Linked DNA regions of Triticum aestivum: region 1 is linked to region 2. The links are chromatin contacts, called in public Hi-C maps. All regions are on one chromosome and are shown on one strand. Each heading gives the region's core, a stretch centred on a gene start, on an enhancer-like site or on the middle of the called end of the contact. The rest is flanking DNA. Distances are from core to core; before and after follow the strand shown.

Region 1 (2,839 bases), core at 86-2,585, 410 kb after region 2:
ATGTGTCTAATGTATCTGGTCCTCACTCGCACAGGTGGTGGCTATGGTTGCTGCTCTGTGTGTGCAGTTTGCTGCACCGGGTCGTCGCCATGGACGATGTAATCTGTCAAACACATGGTCAGCATCGGTGTAGAGAACTCGCTGGGGATGATGAGGACGACGCCGTGATCCGGCTTGCTCATCACTTGCGTGGAGGTGTTGACAGAGAGGGCATCGAGCTCCTGCACCCGACCTTGGGGTCGACATCGGTGGTGGTCATCACGGAAGAAACGACCTTAGCATTAGAGACCGTTGCCTGCACTGGAGTGAGTTGCTCAGCTGCTTGGTTGATGCGGTCGACTGTGGGCTCGAGGTGGACAGCGGTGGTGGCGTCATGGACCTCGTCGACGATGTTGATGGTGTTTGACCTGGGTCGAGCACTCCGTCAAACAGGTGACGAGCACCATCGCGATGCACACCGGGGCTGAATCATGGGCGACCGTGTGGATCTCCTGGGCCTTGGTGGTGGAGCTGGGGACGTCGGGGACGGGCGCCGACGAGGCATGCGTCGTGGTTAAGGCCGCCGGATCGACAAGCGGGGTGACCAAGGGAGGGTCACCCACCCGTGCAATCCCCAACACTGAGCTCACCTCCTTCGCCTGAGCGCATAATCTCTCGAGATACCACAATAACTGCTCCTTGGCAGACATGACATCCCACTCTGGTGGTTTGACGGTGGGCATGGCGTCCTCGCCGGTGGAATTGAAGGGATTGGGAGTGGTAGAAAAATTAGGGGAAATTTGAGGGAGAAGGGTGATGGCCTGGCTCTGTATACCAGATGTAAGGTACCACTAGTCTCTCTCTTGATCTATTGCTCGCTTATAAGGGGATACAAGCTTCAATTCAAGGTACAGGTAACGGATACAAGAAGAAAAGGAGGAAGGGAGCGCGAGGTAGGAGAAGGGAGCCGCCTGGTGCCGTTGCCATGATCCACTGGATGTTTTGCTCCTTGCCTTGGATCTGGTACTTGTAGCTGCAGCGATGGGGTAGCGGGCAGGCCAGGTCCATGAGCGGCCCAGTGGGCAAGCCCATGTGCGTACATGCTAGGAGGGCTCCTAACATCAAGCCTCAGCGATCGTCCTTTCTCCTCTCTGTATAGTACGTATAGTTCACGGGAGAACTTTGGCCATATTCCAACTGAACTTGGGACAAAATTGGAGTAGCGTTTGGGAGTGTCAAAGTTGTTGAAGTAAACCACAAGTGGCAAGTGCGGACCACGCACAAATCGTGTTCGTGCCCGCTACGAAAGCTGAATCATACACAGCCCGGATAAGCATAAAACCTCCTCCGGTTGACACCTCCTGTTGCATCGCATTCGCATAGTCATCCAGGTTCCGGGCTCCAGCTCAGCCGCCACACCGCCGCATCTCCACCGCTTCCCCCCCTAAACCCCCGCCGCCGACCATGGCGTCCTCCTCCGCTAAACCCTACTGCTGCTCCTCCCTAAACCCCGCCCCCTCCACCCCCCTCGCCAGGCGCGCTGCCCTCTCCGTCCTCCCCGCCGCCAAGCCCCGCCGCTTCTCCCATGGCCTCGCCGCCGTCGCCGCGAACCCTAGGGCCTCCCGCTCCGCCGTACTCCGCCCCGTCCGTGCGTGCCTGGCGGCACCGCGGCGGCCGGAGTACGTACCGGACCGAATCGACGACCCCAACTACGTTCGCATCTTCGACACCACGCTCCGCGACGGGGAGCAATCCCCGGGGGCCACCATGACCAGCGCGGAGAAGCTCGTCGTCGCGCGCCAGCTCGCCCGCCTCGGCGTCGACATCATCGAGGCGGGCTTCCCGGCGTCCTCGCCGGATGACCTTGATGCCGTGCGATCCATCGCCATCGAGGTGGGGAACACACCCGTCGGCGAGGATGGCCATGTGCCCGTCATCTGCGGCCTCTCGCGGTGCAACAAGAGGGACATTGACGCCGCCTGGGAGGCCGTGCGCCACGCACGGAAGCCGCGCATCCACACCTTCATTGCTACCAGCGAGATCCACATGCAGCACAAGCTGCGGAAGACGCCCGACCAGGTGGTGGCCATCGCAAGGGAGATGGTTGCTTATGCGCGCGGTCTTGGATGCCCCGATGTCGAGTTCAGCCCCGAGGACGCCGGCAGGTACAATTCAAACTTTTCTCATTAAAAAAATATATAAATACAAATTTGGTTTCTCTGTAGGCCCAGTTTTCTAGTTATGGCTGTAAAATAGGTCCAGCATTTTTGTATCTAGAGAAATCTGTTTCCGAAATGCTATTTCACATGCTGTGTTGTCTCAAAATCAACTATACCTATCTATAATGTTGAATCAAAGAGGCCAAATTTTAGTGACGCAGAGTTGAGGTTGAAGCAAATTTTGTTCATGCTTACTACAAAGTACAAAGGTTACCATGGCTCTGAAAGGAGGAGTATATCTCGGAAAAAGATGACTAATGATGTGATAATCCTAAAAAAGGTTGTTAGCAAATTAGAAACAGGTGGTAGTTGGTGGCTACCCAAATTTTTTGGTCGTATTGAACTTAAGCTTGCACAACATGCGTATTTGAATTATTTTAGCTTGGCCAATTCTTGTTAAGCCATGCTGATCTACCTTGCTTTTTACATTTTTTTATATGGAACAAGTGTAAGGCAGTGGAATGATAGGTTTCACTTTGTCATCCAGGTCAAATCGAGAGTTCCTGTATCATATCCTAGACGAAGTAATAAAAGCTGGAGCGACAACTCTCAACATCCCAGACACTGTTGGGTACACTCTCCCTCATGAATTCGGGAAATTAATTGCTGATATAAAAGCAAACACTCCTGGAATTGAAAAT
Region 2 (2,700 bases), core at 115-2,614:
ATATTTCCAACACATACATATTCTTGCGGTTTAACATCAATATTGTCCGACAAATACCTTACATCCATCATATTCTATATTTTGGTAAGATTTAATTTGATTTGAGTATGGATAGCGAAAGACAAGCCAAAATTTGATTAGTTGAGATTCTGATAAGATTCGATTTGATTTGGGTATGGATATGGAAAGGCAAGAAAACTTATGATTTTGTTGAGATCTGATTTGATTTTATTGAGTTAATGTAGGACATGGTTTTTAGAAAAGTTATTCTATTTATGTTGCTTTAATTCTGTGTGCATTGGTTGAGACTAAAAAAGCAACAGAAAATCAAAGAGGCAGAGGAGGGTGTGAGGAGGAAAAACCTAAGGGAGGAGGTGAGGCGAAACTACCAACACCCTTTTAATAGTAGAGATTGTGTATTGATAAAGAAACATGTACGAAACTTATAGATATGATCTTTATACTGGTGGTCACACTTCAGGCTTAGTAGAATGATGGTCTTTCAAGGGTACATAGATAAGCAGACGCCCAAGGATGCATGGAGTGGTATCATCCTCGTCAGTGGGCACCATGAACACATCCAAATGATGTAGTCTTCAATGAGCCCCCCCCCCTCGGTGCTCCTTGCGCAAGTATAGCATTGCAACACCTCGATGATGAGGGGATCAACTAGAGCACCACGTCTCTTTTTAGGAATATGTGTTTTGCTTCTTCTTTACTTTAGATAGACAGGTCGAGCGGCAGCGAGTAGTCTGCATGACAAACGAGTGGGCCTCTAGCCTCTAATCTAGAAAGGTGTTAGGTGGGGAGAATATTATTTCATCTTTAAAGAACCGCCACCATCGTCTCGTCTATCTAAGCAGTACACAAACTTTAAAAATAAATCCCACTCATTGACAAGGGCCGAAATGTAGCACGCCTCCGTAGCCCTAAAAGGACACGAGACGAGGTGAGCAAACTACGGCACCGACCGGGAGGCACGAGTAACCCCAAGCGGCCAAGGGGTACGACCCCTACGTAAAATTATGGCGAGACAACTACAGTGATGCTGATATATTTTACTCGATATGGAAAGACAAACTTGGGATCCTGAGGCAATATTAAGTCGCAAGAAATGGTCGCTATCTACGGTCATAAACATTGTTCTCCAAGAAACAAACAACGAGAACAACGGTCCCACCCACGCGACCTGCAGCGGAAGAGAATGAGAAAGGAGTCAAAACTTGTTCGAAAAGTCAATGATTTTGCCCCCGCTCTTTCTTTCCGCCCGGTCCGGGTCGGCCCGCTCCGGTGTCCGGCCCATCGCAGTAGAAAAAACAGGCAGCGGCCGTCAAAACCCGCGTGTCGCTGTACCACCTCTTCGGCCCACCGGAAGCCAGATGCCGCCTCCTGGCTCGAGGTCGCGGGGTTAATAAAAAGACAGGAAAGGAGGGGAGGAGGAGGAGCATCCCGCACCGCATCGCACTAGGTCTCGAACATTCCTCTTTCTCTCCCTTGCTTGGGGAAGAAGAAGAAGAAGAAGAAGAAGAGAGGGCGAGCGCCCCCGCCTCCCGACGCCGTCGCCCCTCGCCGCCGATCTGATCTCAGGAGCCAGCGAAGATGCATTCCACCAATCTGCTCCTCGAGGAGCCCATCCGGATGGTCTCCATCCTCGAGCCATCCAAGCCGGTAAGCGTCCATCCCCGCCCCACGCTCTCTCCGTCGGATTTGATGATCTGCGTGGGGATCAAACCCTAATTGCGGCCGCTCGACTCTCCTGATCGGCGTTGGATCAAACCTTAATGATGTTTTATTTGTAAATCAGAACTTCTTCCCGGCGATGACGAAGATTGTGGGGACGCTGGGTCCGAAGTCCCGGTCCGTTGAGGCCATCTCCGCCTGTCTAAAGGCCGGCATGTCTGGTTCGTATAATCGTATCTTCTTCCGCGACAGCGGAGTGTCTTTCTCTCTTAATTAATTGTTTTTCTCTTTTCTAAATCTAACATTGATTTTCTGTGTTTTCTTTTCTTGCAGTGGCCCGTTTCGATTTCTCGTGGGGGGATGCCGCGTACCACCAGGAGACACTCGAGAACCTCAAGCTCGCCATCAAGGCCACCAAGAAGCTATGTGCTGTAAGTGCTGTCACAACCAACGCTGATTTGTGGCCATAAGTCGTGATGAAATCAACTTTGCATACACACACCCAAACATGCCACTCAGAGTGGATCTGATGTTAGCTAGGTGAAATATGTTCTGTGGAGCTTGACGATTGGGTATTTTTTTGGACAGGTTATGCTCGACACTGTTGGCCCTGAGTTGCAAGTGGTGAACAAGAGTGAAGTCACAATCTCGCTTGAAGAGAACGAGTCTGTTGTTCTCACCCCTCACCAGGGCCAGGAGGCCTCTTCCAAGTTGCTCCCTATCAACTTCGCTGGACTCGCCAAGGTAACCCTCTTCTATCATCTCGCCGAATCTTGAGCTGTCTGTATTTAATTGTATGCGACGGTAGCTGTAAGCAGATCCACAGTTGTTTGTCTGTTTTATAATGTTTGTCATTTGTTGTCGCATTAAGATGTCCACTTGTATCTCCGCATGGATAAAATCAGAGCTATCATTTGTTCTTTGCAGGCTGTGAAGCCCGGAGCCACAATATTCGTTGGGCAATATTTGTTCACGGGCAGTGAGACTACATCAGTTTGGCTGGAGGTAGAAATCTTTGAC

Evidence for each region. Hi-C and Micro-C count contacts between places; a contact is called where the count stands out from the background.
Region 1: a contact with region 2 is called in a Hi-C map of leaf, with 8 times the contacts expected there. The contact joins the promoter of LOC123103026 here to the promoter of LOC123103025 in region 2. A contact is called at or near these places in 3 of 5 Hi-C or Micro-C datasets (all in leaf).

Annotation. Positions count from the first base shown.
Region 1 is chr5A:296,266,634-296,269,472 of IWGSC CS RefSeq v2.1, forward strand. LOC123103026 (2-isopropylmalate synthase A) reads left to right here and starts at 1,336. Exons shown (of 12, transcript XM_044524512.1): 1 at 1,336-2,144; 2 at 2,686-2,839. The coding sequence starts at 1,444.
Region 2 is chr5A:295,857,402-295,860,101 of IWGSC CS RefSeq v2.1, forward strand. LOC123103025 (pyruvate kinase 1, cytosolic) reads left to right here and starts at 1,365. Exons shown (of 16, transcript XM_044524511.1): 1 at 1,365-1,668; 2 at 1,805-1,901; 3 at 2,014-2,111; 4 at 2,269-2,424; 5 at 2,608-2,685. The coding sequence starts at 1,600.